2 separate regions of the Mus musculus genome follow, and region 1 is linked to region 2. The links are chromatin contacts, called in public HiChIP or PLAC-seq maps. All regions are on one chromosome and are shown on one strand. Each heading gives the region's core, a stretch centred on a gene start, on an enhancer-like site or on the middle of the called end of the contact. The rest is flanking DNA. Distances are from core to core; before and after follow the strand shown.

Region 1 (6,253 bases), core at 110-2,609, 110 kb after region 2:
ATGTCTATCACCGACCGCCACAAAGCCTTATGACCAGGACGGTTGCCAAATTTCCCCATGCTCCAGGAGAGCAGTTATGTTTTCCCTCTGACACAAGAGGTTGGGATTCCCGCAGACACGCTAATCCTCAACTGCCTGGAAAAAACGGGCTAAGAATAGATATCTCAAGAAATAAATACATGGATGAAGTTAGAGAGATCTCGCTGTTTGTTACCAAAGGGAAGCCATGGCACCAGTGATGGCTTCCAGGGCTGGTGACTTGTGCGGTGACATAGTGTTCCTTATCCATAGGGGCTCGGCCCTTCACTTAAGGTTCTCCTGTTGCTATCTTGAAATTTCTCACAGGGTTTCCTTTTGTTGGGTTTTCAGGCTGAGTCTTACTATATAGCCCAGGCTAGCCTTGAACTTGAGGTCCTCCTAACACAGGTTCTAGAATGGCAGGATACCTGGCTCAAAAATCAAGGTGTTTTTTTTTTTTAAATTTAATTTAATTTTAATTTTAATTTTTATTTCTTTCAATGTGGTGGATGGGATCTGGTATCTCATACACAGAGTAGTCAAGTGTGCCACCACTGAGCTATGCCCGCAACACTCTAATATGAAAAGTGTTGTTGTTGTTGTGTTTGTGTGAAGGTGTGTGTATGCCATAGTACTCCATGGGTGGAGGTCTCAGGGAAGCTTTTAAGAGTTGATTCTCTCCTTCCACTGAAGGTTCTGGGGTTTGAACTCAAGGCTGTCAGACTTGTGCAGGCTGCAAGGGATTTGAATTGCTGAGCCATCTCACAGGCATTTAATAATTATCTTTTTTTAAAATAAGAAATCTTTTAATTTTCTTTGTCACTGAGCTCTGCAAAGGATAAATCAGATCGGGACGGCAAGACAGTTAGAAGTCTCCTAGGGATGGTCTTCTTTGAGAGAACGCTCATGGACTCAGGACCCCGTCTCAACATAAGCATTTCACAGTGTGAGCTTAGCACGATGCTACGAAGCAATTCCACAAAGATGAAGAAGAGTGTTTTTAGTACTAACGATGTACCTGGGAGAAAATGGCAGGGTTTTCTTTACGTAGTCAAGCAAGCGTTGGCAAGGAACACTATCAGCAACTCATGTATGTCAGACAATGGCGGGCCTTTACGTACTGCTATTGAGCATGCGCACTCTTCTCTAATCGGCTCACAGTCCCATTCTACAGTTGGGGGCTCCGGATACAGAGAGCAGAGCTAGGTATGGTTGAACACACTTGTAAGATCAGCACTGGGATAAGAGAATCTTGAGTTTGAGGCTAGCCTATGTCACAAAGGAAGTTACAGGCCAGCTTGGTGACCTATAAAAAAGGGGGTGGGGCTGAAGAAATGGCTCAGTAGTTAAGCGTGCTAACAGACTGTCTTAGTGTTTTGCTGCTGTGAACAGACACCATGACCAAGGCAACTCTTATTACGGCAGCATAAACTGGGGTTGGCTTTCAGGTTCAGAGATTTAGTGCAGTATCATCAAGGTGGGAGCATGGCAGCATCCAGGCAGGCATGGTGCAGGAGAAGCTGAGAGTTCAACATCTTTATCTGCAGGCCTCTAAGAGAAGACTAACTTCCAGGTATCTAGGACCAGGGTTTTAAAGTCCACGCCCACAGTGACACACCTATTCTAACAAGGCCACACCTCTTAATAGTGCTACTTCCTGGCCTAAGCATATACAAACCATCAGAGTGCCGCCGCCGTTAAAAGACTTGGGTTCAGTCCCCAGCACCCACACCAGGTGGCTCACAACTACCCGTGGCGCTTGTTCTAAAGGGGTTTCAAGGCCTTTCAGGGTACCAGCACATACATGCACGCTGTACATAAACTCACACGGGCACGCGCATACACATAAATTAACAAGTAACCACAAGTTTAAAACAGGAACAAAACACACACCACAAATCATACAGATAAGTGTCAGTGTTTACATCTACACCGAATCAGTGTGACCCCAGAATGGTGTGCTGTGTCCGTGCGGAGAGCTGGCGATTGAAACCAAGACCTTGCCTTTGGCTCTGTGCCACCGGGCTGTGTCTCCAGCCTCCACAGAGCATTTCCTGTGATGTTTCCCCTCCCTGCTAAACAGGGCAGTGCTACTGTTTCACTGTACCCCATTATTCTAGGTATTGCTGGTGATTTAGAAAGCCGAGGCGCTGGGGCCTTTTAAAGCTGTACATCAGCGTGCTCCCGGAAGCCGATAGCGTGCTCCCAGAAGCTTAGAGTGTGCTCCCGGAAGCCGGAAAGGCGCCACAGAACACACACCTTCTTTAAGTCAGAACATCAACCGTGCCTCTGTTGAAAAGGGGAAATTTGCCGGGCGTGGTGGTGCACGCCTTTAATCCCAGCACTCGGGAGGCAGAGGCAGGCGGATTCTGAGTTCGAGGCCAGCCTGGTCTACAAAGTGAGTTCCAGGACAGCCAGGGCTACACAGAGAAACCCTGTCGTCCCCCCCCCCCCCCGCCACTCCCCCCCCCCCAAAAAAAAACCCAAGAAAAAAGAAAAAGGGGGAAATTACTAAACACTTTAACATCTCATGAATATCATTCAGTTTCAGTTCAGAGGGTACCAAGCTTATATGCTACAGGCAGTGTGTTCCTCCTTGGAAATTTATGCTATACTTTATCCCTTTCAGGGAATCGGGGATTCAGTTCCTAGTTGCTGGATATGCCACAGGATCCTACAAGCCATTTTTAAAATGTAAGAGCCTTCCTTTGAGTTTATTTTCTAAAGATCTTTGCAGGCTCCGGAGCCCATGGGTTGAAAGGCTAGGATCTAGTGCGGTGGTTCTCAGCCTGTAGGTTGTGACTCCTTTGAGGCCAAGTATTAGATATCCCAAGTATCAGATATTTAAATTATGATTCATAACAGTAGCAGAATTACAGTTCTGAAGTAGCAACAAAATAATTTTATGGTTGGGAGTCACCACAACAGGAGGAACTGTATCAAAGGGTCCTAAAGTTAGGAAGGTTGACCCCTGCTAACATGCCAGGACTGATTTTCTGTGTATCTGAATATGTAACAGAGTGATACAAAAGAAATACTTTGTGGTGGCTGCCAAGAGACAAGGAGATGCCTCTTCCGGACACAGTGACAACCTCAGCATCTATACACATGAGTTGGACATTGAAAACTGCTATAGAATTGTGCACTTAAATGATCTCGGGGGTCATGACCTCCCTGAGCATCTGCATCCTTCCTGTGAGATGTGATTAATGACATTCACTGCCAAGGGTACTACAGAGATTCAACATGATTATATATAAGAAATGTGAAGCATAGACTACTATAGTATGTTCTTATTAAATCTTAACTATTATCATTCTATTTAAACTTTCCCAAATGTAGGTCTAGATAATTTCACAGTTATTTGGGGGGCCAGTATAAAGCCATTTTAATTATTTATTTATTCACCTAAAAAAAAAAAACATTTATTTTTACTTCATGCACATTGATGTTTTGCCAGCATACATGTCTGTGTGAGGGTGTTGGATCTCCTATTCTCCAAGAACTAGAGTTACAGTCAGTTGGGAGCCACTGTGGGGTTGCTGGGAATTGAACCTGGGTCCTCTGGAAGAGCAGCCAGTGCTCTTAAATGCCACGCCATCTCTCCAGCTTCGATTTATTTTTTAAAGACAGGGTCTTATATGACGCAATCTGGCCTTGAACTTGTTATCCTCCTGCCTCAACCCACAGATTCTAGGGTTACAGGCATGTCTACCATACACCATTTTTCTTTTCATCTATTCGTGTCTTGCATGTGTATGTAGTGTGAAGCTCTCTTATATGTGTGCATATGGGTGTGTAGACACGTGTGGGCATACAAGTGTAGACCCAAAGTCCATGCCCTTTACCTCATGTATCGGAGCAGGGTCTCTCACTGAGTCTGGAATTCAGAGTCCCAGCTTGTCCAGCAGGTCCTCTGTCTCGGCCTCCTGAGCGCTGGGATTGCAGGTGGCTGTCACACTGGACTGGCTTTTATGAGGGTTAGCACTCACACTTATAAAGCAAGCAGTTTATCCATAGAACCGTCTCTCCAGCCCCAATGTATTTATTTATCACGACATTTTCCTCGGCTAGGGCTGAGGATGAGTTGGTAGAGCAGTTGAGTAGCTTGTAAGAGGCCATCGGATCACTCCCAGTGCACTTGGGAGGTGCAAACCAGGGGATCAGAATTAGAGGCCACACTCAGGCGACGCGGTGAGTTTGAGGCTACCCTGGGCAGTGTAGGACACCGACTCCAAAGCCAACCAACCAAAACCTCAAATGAAAACAGACAAAATAAATAAATAAATAAACTAAGGGGCTGGTGAGATGGCTCAGTGGGTAAGAGCACCCGACTGCTCTTCCGAAGGTCCAGAGTTCAAATCCCAGCAACCACATGGTGGCTCACAACCATCCGTAACAAGATCTGACTCCCTCTTCTGGTGTGTCTGAAGACAGCTACAGTGTACTTACATATAATAATAAATAAATCTTTAAAAAAAATAAATAAACTAAGCCTCAAAATCCAAAACAAACCATAATACTTCTTCCTCTTTTCCCTTGCAGGCCCTACTTTGGTAGGCGAATGAGATGGGTCTTGGTTTTCACGGGCTGGCGATACTTTTCTGTATTCATTATGCATTTACAAAAGTAAGCCTTGGAAAGACAAATTGGTCTTTTTCCAAAGGTTCTTTTATACGGGGCTATTAGAAAAAGACATAAAAGAAATAAGGTTTATCCATTATTTAGGGCTTTGTGGCAGTGATTACATCATCTCAACCTGGCCATCAGTCCGCTCCAGAGCTCCCACTTCAGCAGGATTTGGGGGAGCAGGCTGAGCAGAGAGAGGCCAAGGAACCTGTCTTCTCCTGGGTCCTCTGCTCTTGCTGCCTTAGCAGGCTCCCCACCCTCTGCTCCTTTCCCATTGTCCCCTTTCCATCTGTCCACCAGTGTGCACAGCTAGTCTCTACCTTACGACCAAGAAATAAAGCGAACCATTTCTTCCTCTAACCTCAAACCTGTTGCTCCCTTGGAACACGGTCTTTCCTCCCCCCCCCCCCCCCACTGCTAAACTTGTGGTAGAAGTGCTCGTTATCTCCCCCAAACTCCTGCTCTTCCCTACTTCCTTCCCTCTGCCACGATTTTCTAGAACTTGCTGACTCTCCTCAGCAGGGGGCTGGATCTGCTGGCTTTCATTCTTGCTTTGAAATTGTGACATTGCTGAAACCTTGGCAGCCTCTAAGACTTTAGGGTCATTATTTGCCACCTTGTCTTAGCTTGCTTTTAGAAAGTAGCCAGGATGGCCAATTTGCAAAATGTTACCAGCACAAAACCAGGCGATACTGTTATAGCAACGGATTTGATAGCAACTGTAGCATTGGCTCCACAGTTCCTGTCATCCCCCAGTCAGTAAGTCTCAAACTTATAGGTCCTCCTGCTGTGCCTGTTTAAACTTCTGCCTAGATGTCTGTAGCTTCCCAACAGATGGCCACACACCTTTCTGAATTGATCAAACCATGGCTTTGGGGCTTGGGAGAGCTGTTTGGAAGGCTATTCTTTGGTTGGTGAGATAGCTCAGTGGGTAAAAGTGCTTGTGGCCAACACAGGTGATTTGAGTTCAATTCCTTGAGCCCACCCACATGATGGAAAGAGGGGACTGATTCCTAAAGACTATCTCCTGTCCTCTTTATGTGTATTCTGGCCCGTGGTCATACAGACATACAATATACATACAATACATACGTACAACATGCAATACACACATACATATAATATACAAATGTAAAAATGTCTTCAGTCTCCAGTGAAATGGTGGTGTGGGGGTGGGCTAGTTTGAGCAGAGGCTGCATGGTCAGGAAGGATGGCTTTGGCTTCAGACAATAGAAATCCTAATGCAACTGGCTGAAGCATATGTCACCTCTCATGTAAGAAGTATAGGACGGTAGTGTGATAGGGTTCATTAACAGTCCATTAGTAGTTCAGTGACCATGTCAAGGGAAGCTTCCTCATTCTGCTGGTTCTGGCATCCTCAGCTCATTGGTCAGTTCAAACCAGCTCCTCCTGGTAAGCTGGCTGTTGTGGTTCTCGGTGCTCCCTGAGATGCGGTAATCCACTGAAAGAAGCCAGTTCTTCCTGAGTGTACAGAGCCCCGAGACATAGATAGAAGTAACTTTTCTTCATGCCTCATTGGCAAGACTTGAACCCATGACTGGCTGGACCACTCATCACTGAACCTTTGGGTCTTTAGTCTGTCTCC
Region 2 (6,572 bases), core at 3,985-6,484:
TATATAAAATGGTTAACTCTGTCTATAGTCAAATACCTTCTAGAGCAGTAAGCTTTCTCAACCCCGTGGGTGGACAAGGGTTCCCATATCAGATATCCACTTTACCATTCATAACAGTAGCAAAATTATAGTTTGGAGGTAGCAATAAAATAATGTTATGGGTGGGGTTCACCACCCCATGAGGACTATATTAAAGGGTGCAGTACTAGGAAGGCCGAGGACCGCTCTTCTAGAGAATTCAGAAGGATGGACTCTTGAGGGTTGAGGCTCCAGTTCAGTGGCACCGTGCCAAAGTCTGGTTCTGTCCCCAGAGCCACAAACACAAAAGTCAATTTAGTTTACAGATCAAGAGCAGAAATTGACTTGAAAAATACCTTGTGAGTGCAAATTTACTGTCATCTAAAAGCAAATTATGTGCGTTCTAAAAATAGAAGTGTGTTCCGAAGCACGGAAAGATGGGCCCTGAAGCTTGGCCATTCGAGGGACGCCCTTGAAGTCTGCTTAGACTCTTGGGTCGCTCAGCAAAGGACAGTAAGTAAATCCATGCTTCCGAATCCACCCAGGCTGCCCATTTGCAATTGAAAACGATGGAGTTTAGTCTTTAGGAAAAGCTGACGATCCTAGAAGAGTGCTTTTGCTTCTTTGTCCTTCACAAGACTGAGTTAGCTGCATAAAAAAGGTTGAATTTCAGGTAATATCAGAAAGCTAAACTCTTGGCTTTTTTGAAAGATTAAAAAAAAAATTGTGAATGCTGGGATCACAGGCTTGTGCCACCACGCACTTAACATGCCCGTTCCCCACCCCACCCCCCTCACCCTGGATGTGTGCATGTGTGTCTATATCTGTATTTATCTCCAGGCTGGTCTTGAGTTTAGGATCCTACCTGAGCCTCTGGAGGCCTGGGACAACAGGCATGATCACCACCAAACTTACTGCTTACAACTGATGTATGTTTGTTATGCATCAGTCGTAAATTGTTCAATTATTCTTCCTATTGATAGGCACACAGTGCCAATGTTTAATCAGCTTGGTATATAACCTTTTCTCTTTAGGTACAGACATTAGGGTCACCTGGTTAAACAGGTGTAGTTTGAATTTTAATAAATATTTGCAGATAGTTCCCGATTTTTGGCTTACCTAAAGTTTCTCTGATTCACACTTCCATTAGCAATGGCTTCTTCTTCTTCTTCTTCTTCTTCTTTTTTTTTTTTTTTTTTTTTTTTTGTTTTTTTGAGACAGGGTTCCTCTGTATAGCCCCGGCTGTCCTGGAACTCACTCTGTAGACCAGGCTGGCCTTGAACTCAGAGGTCCACCTGCCTCTGCCTCCCAAGTGCTGGGATTAAAGTTGTGTGCCACCACGCCTGGCTAGCAATGGCTTCTTATGTTTTAACCTTGGGACTCTCCTTGTAGTTTTTCATCCATGTTAAACTCTTCGAGTATTTACGTTGATTTACATTTCTGTGGCTATTGGCTAAAACACCCATTTATGGGCCAATCGAATTTGTTTTGCGTTTCTATTTTCTTATGCTCCCTTATGTGTAAGAGCGCGCTTTCCTGCATGTACTCAATGTGTGTACCTGGGGCCCAAATGAGGCCAAAAGATGTTAGGTCCCCTCCATCTGGAGTTATAGACGTGTGGGTTGTCATATAAGCACAGAGATTTGAAAATGCATCCTCTGGGTGCTCTTAGCTGCTAGCCTGGTTTGTGTTTTCAGACAGGGTCTACATAGTCCAGATTGAAGCTATAATGTCCAGGCTCTCTTAGCCTCCCCAGGGCTATTATCAGCTGTATAATCCTACAACTGATTTAACTCTGTTGCTATCAAATGTGTAGCCATCTTATACATATTTCTTTTGAATTGTTTCTTGACAGCTTTTACTCTGTGTGTGGTAATCAGAGGACGATTCTGCTCTACTCCAGGAGTCCAGGGAGGGGCTCCTCCCCTTGCTGGTGTCTGCTCCACTGGGGCAGACAGTTCTCCCATCCTCTCTGACATCAGAATCTAGCTTCTTAGCCAGGCTAACCTGAGCACTCACGAGGCAGAGGCAGGTGGCTCTCTTGAGTTCCAAGTCAGCATTGCCTACAGAGCAGCCAGGGCTACACAGACAAACAGAACCCAGCTCCTTCAGTCTTTCACACATACTGAGGACCAATGATGTCCCAGGGATCTCCAGGTCATCAGGATCACATCAGGGCTGCTGAGACATGCAGCTTTCCCATCTGAGTGGCCACGGGGTTCTGGAAGCCTGTCCAGCAGAAAGCTAGTCCTTGTAGGAGGTAGTCCCCTGGCTCTGTTGAGCACACCGGCCTAATATGACCTCTGAAACACCTGTCATCGCCAACTGTTTCTCTAAGGATACCAACACAGATTCATCAAAAAATCTAGTTCCTAAAACTACCTTTCCTTTCCAGAGTACAATAAAGCAGTTACAACACTGATGGCTAATTCCACTGTTGTAGAATGAGGTTTAGGACTAAGCTTAAAACACCACCACCACCACTACCACTACCACCTAACCTTCCCTATAGCTACCTTAGGAAGATGGACATCGTGCAATTGACAATCCTGACAGGCAGGGAAGGCGACATTGAAAATATGTCAACCTTCCAGGGCCGACATGCTTGATACATTATTATATTCACCCTGTTTGAATGACATCCTGAGGGCAACCAAGTCGGTGCTTGTCACCAGCCACATCCTGTCTAGATGCTCTGACTAGAATGTCCTGTACAGGTTCAGGGTGAGTGGGCAGGCGCCACTTCCTCCTCTCAGTAAGTCCTTTAAATACGGGCACCATACAATTAGTAGCATGTTAGTGGCTGACAGTATTAAAGTCTCTAATTGATTTCTTTTTTTTAAAATCATGGTCTCACTCTGTAGCCCAGACTGAGATCAGCCTGCTTCTGCAGGGCTAGGATTGAAGGTGCGCACCAACACATCTGACTCCTGTTTAAACTTTATTAGACCCATGCTATGCCGGAGTCTACAGATTAAGGAAAGCAGCAAAAAAATATTTTTTTTTCTAGAATAACTGTTGATATTTGAATCAAACCTTTGGTGATACACACTATTACTTGGTGGGTTCGAAGTTCATTTTCAAGATGTGATTATAAAAGCAGAAATCCCAGCCCTAATGTTGGATGCATAGCCCACCCCCAATCAGCGGGCTGAATTAATCTGAACTTGTTCAAATATTCATGGTGTTAGGGATCAAACCCAAGGGCTCAAACAAGCTGGGAAAGCGCTTTATTAATGAACTTCACATAGCCCACCAGAGGTCATTTAATTATCATTTCCCCCAGCTTGAGGACAATTTTATCAGCTTAAGAGAAAAATACAGTACAGAGAAATGGAGGAAAACCACATGTGTTTTATGTTAGGCATGGAATAATTATTAAGGAAGAAAAGCATATTGAGAATGGAAGTGGGCTGTATACTGAGGGAAGAGCCCCAAAGCCGAGGTCATTTAATCCTTTTTGGAGTATGTACTAAGCATCAGCCCTACTGTTTCAGGCAAAGGCTCTATCAAGGAGCCACGCCCATAGCTCCTTTTCTCCCCTGAGACAGGTCTCTTAGTCAGGGCAGGTATCCTTCTGTTTCCTCCTCCTGAGCACTAAAATTTTAGGTGTGTGTCACCATACCCACTTTACCCCTCATTTCTTGAAATGAGCCCCGACCCAGGCAGCAGGACAAGGCAGAATTAAGATTGCTGTAAACACCTTTCAGGCACCTTTCCTTTATTGTGGACTGTCTCGTGGAGCGGTGACTCACGGATGTCTCACCTAATCCCAGATTTGCTCAGAATCCCCACAGAGCACTTTAAATCCAAGACTGCGGGAGGTGCTTCTGACCGTTACAGAGGTCTGCTGACTTAGACTCTGGCAGACAATGGCCCCCCAAAGGTTACACTGACACCCCCAACCCCCAAAACCTTTGATGCTACAATCAACTGAAAAAAAAGGGGGCACCTGCAGATGCAATTAAAGGTTTGGCAAATAACACTGGGTTATCCAGATGGGCTCTGAATACCATCACAAGTATCTTTAAATGCCAAAGAACGGGCTTGCTTCTGGCGTCTCTAGCAAGTGTGCAGTCCTGTTTTGATTTGGGGATGTGAGCAGGAACCTCTATAGCTTAAACCACCACATCTGTTAGAACACTCTGTTTAGGACACAAATGCTTCCCCAGAGAATTAGATAAATAGAGCTACAGCTCATTACAAAAACAGTTAATTTATCTTTAAAACATTTCTGGCCAAGTACTAAAGTATTGTTTAAGAAAAATGAGGGGGAAAAAAGTGTGGCCTTTATTGGGAAGCCATGTGACATTGGGAAGCCATGTCACACCTGGTGGTGGCCTGTACCCGTAGCCGTGGCCCAGCTATCAGCAGCTCTGGGGCACTCGGTAGAGATCCACAGAGGCCTGGTGCCTTGGATCAGCTGTCAGTCCCCATCAGGAGGTGTGAATGAGAGCAGAAACAGTGAGGGGCGTATGGTGGGAGATGATGACCACCCTCTGCCTCCAATCTTTAATCCAACCCTGTCCATCCCAAGTCTGCTTCTACCAGGCTTTCATGCTCAGTTCTTATGGAAGCAAATGTCACCCATACCTATTAGTAAGGGCAACTGGTCAAACGTGGCTCTCTGGGGAAGAAGACAGCCATCACTCAACATAAACCCACCCTTCCCCAAGGTGTTTTTTTTTTCTCCTTAAATGTATCCCAACAACAACTTCTTGTCAGCTTCTCTAGATTATCTTCATCGGTGCCCAATCCCTTTGTTCCTCACCAACCTCAGACATTTTTTCCCCCAAGCCTTGGCATCTAAGTTGTTCTAGTGGTTCTCAACCTGTGGGTCTCGACCCCGTCTGACAAACCTCTACCTCCAAAAATATTTACATTACGAATTGAATCGTCGACAGTAACAAAATCGTAAGTAGTAAGGAAAATGACTTTGTTCTTGGGCGGAGTCCCTATACCATGAGGAACCGTGGTAAAGGGCCGCAGCGTCAGCAGGGTTGAGGACCAACTGGTTAACTGCTAACCAATTCTCTAGTCACTCTTACCAACTGGTTAACGGCTAACTAGTTCTCTAGTCACTCTTACGGTTTTTGGGTTTTTCCTTTTACCCGAGCAATACGCCCAAATCACTTAAGGGGTTAAGTCTAGCTCAGCAGTTCCTCAGCATGCCTGGAATTCACTGCCTTCGCCTCTCCCACTGTGGAGGGACTCATTAAGTCTTCGGAAGACGTGACTTCTTTGCCTTATCACTTCTTCCCCAGCCCTGGAGCACATTGCAGGGTTGACAGTGATAGTTTCTTGTTCTGAAATCATTCCTCATAAGGGACGCAGACTACCACACCATAAACAGAAATCTGAATGGGCAACAGGCAGAAGACAAAACTCGAAAGACTTTTTGTTCTCTGCCTTATTTAAAAACTGCGGTGACCTTTTAACTTGGGTTGGTACATTACTCACACAGAAATCCTCTAAGGTAAGGGTGTTGTTTCTAGAAAAGTCAAATGCTGAAGAGCTAAAGGCTATAGATGGGCGTTACCACACTTCCCAACAACAGTGAGGGAGACGAGGCTAGCTTAGGTCCAGCAGAGATGAGGCTAACCTAGGTCTAACCAGCCATCAAGCCAAATAGTAACAGTTCTGCCCACTCTTCTCCAACAGATGAGAAGGCTGACAGCAAAGGAGAAAAAGCCTTTGAACTTGTCAAACTTGATAGCAGGTTTTGCTAAACTAACCACACCATCAAGATGGAAGGCTCTGTGCAGGTTCAACATACGGCCGGCAGAGCTTTGCTGGCTGCGCATCTCCACACAGGCAGAACACCTGCTTCATCTTCAGCACTGTGAATAGTGCCTGGAATACAGCAGGCGCTGGAGAGAACGGTGGCAATGAGGTAGGTATCTCAAATTCTAGATATAACCTCTAGTTCCTAAGATCAGCAACTTACAAGGTTCTAGATATAACCTCTAGTTCCTAAGATCAGCAACTTACAAGGTTGTAAGGGAAACAGGCTTAAAACATATAGGATACATAAAACCCCCCTGGAGTCAGAAAACAGATCCAGTTAGAACAGTCATTTTGTGTCTACTTTTGCAGAATGTAAACTACGGTCGGCCGGGCGTGGTGGGGTTTGCCTGTAGCCTCACCAGTCACCACTCAGCAAATGCGGCCAGGAAGAGGTCAAGGTCGTCTTTGACTACACAGCAGGTCTGAAATCAGCCTGGACTCAACAAGACCTTGTCTCAAAACCAAAGCTAAGCCAAGCGGTGGTGGCACACGCCTTTAATCCCAGCACTTGGGAGGCAGAGGCAGGTGGATTTCTGAGTTCTGAGTGGTCTATAGAGTGAGTTCCAGGACAGCCAGGGCTACACAGAGAAACCCTGTCTTGAAAAACAAATGAAAAAAACCCAACCAACCAACCAACAAAAATTCCCAACCAAACAAAAAAACCTAAAACAACAAAAATCCACCACCATCAAAACAGTAATAACAATAAAGACGGACTTGTATGGAGCTTCAGCAACTGTCAGCCTTGGCACCAGTCCCCATCCCCA

The links. HiChIP or PLAC-seq counts read pairs in DNA pulled down with a chosen protein or histone mark.
Region 1: a contact with region 2 is called in an H3K27ac HiChIP or PLAC-seq map of embryonic stem cells, with 5 read pairs. The contact joins the promoter of 4933411E08Rik here to the enhancer-like site in region 2. A contact is called at or near these places in 3 of 484 Hi-C or Micro-C datasets (the AtT-20 cell line, the G1E-ER4 cell line and natural killer cells), 2 of 115 datasets of contacts at active chromatin or transcription factors (embryonic stem cells and large pre-B cells) and 2 of 9 other capture datasets (adipose tissue and liver).

The regions. Positions count from the first base shown.
Region 1 is chr10:117,924,100-117,930,352 of GRCm38.p6, forward strand. It overlaps 4933411E08Rik (RIKEN cDNA 4933411E08 gene), which reads left to right and starts at 1,360. Exons shown (of 4, transcript NR_045342.1): 1 at 1,360-1,591; 2 at 2,648-2,712.
Region 2 is chr10:117,805,562-117,812,133 of GRCm38.p6, forward strand. No RefSeq gene overlaps it. Among named protein-coding and RNA genes, the nearest start is that of Nup107, 16 kb to the left of the region's middle. Within about 2 kb of position 5,235, at least 28 of the 459 cell types and tissues checked have an H3K27ac peak or open chromatin away from gene starts, as enhancers often do. A contact at or near this core is called in embryonic stem cells, where this site is marked.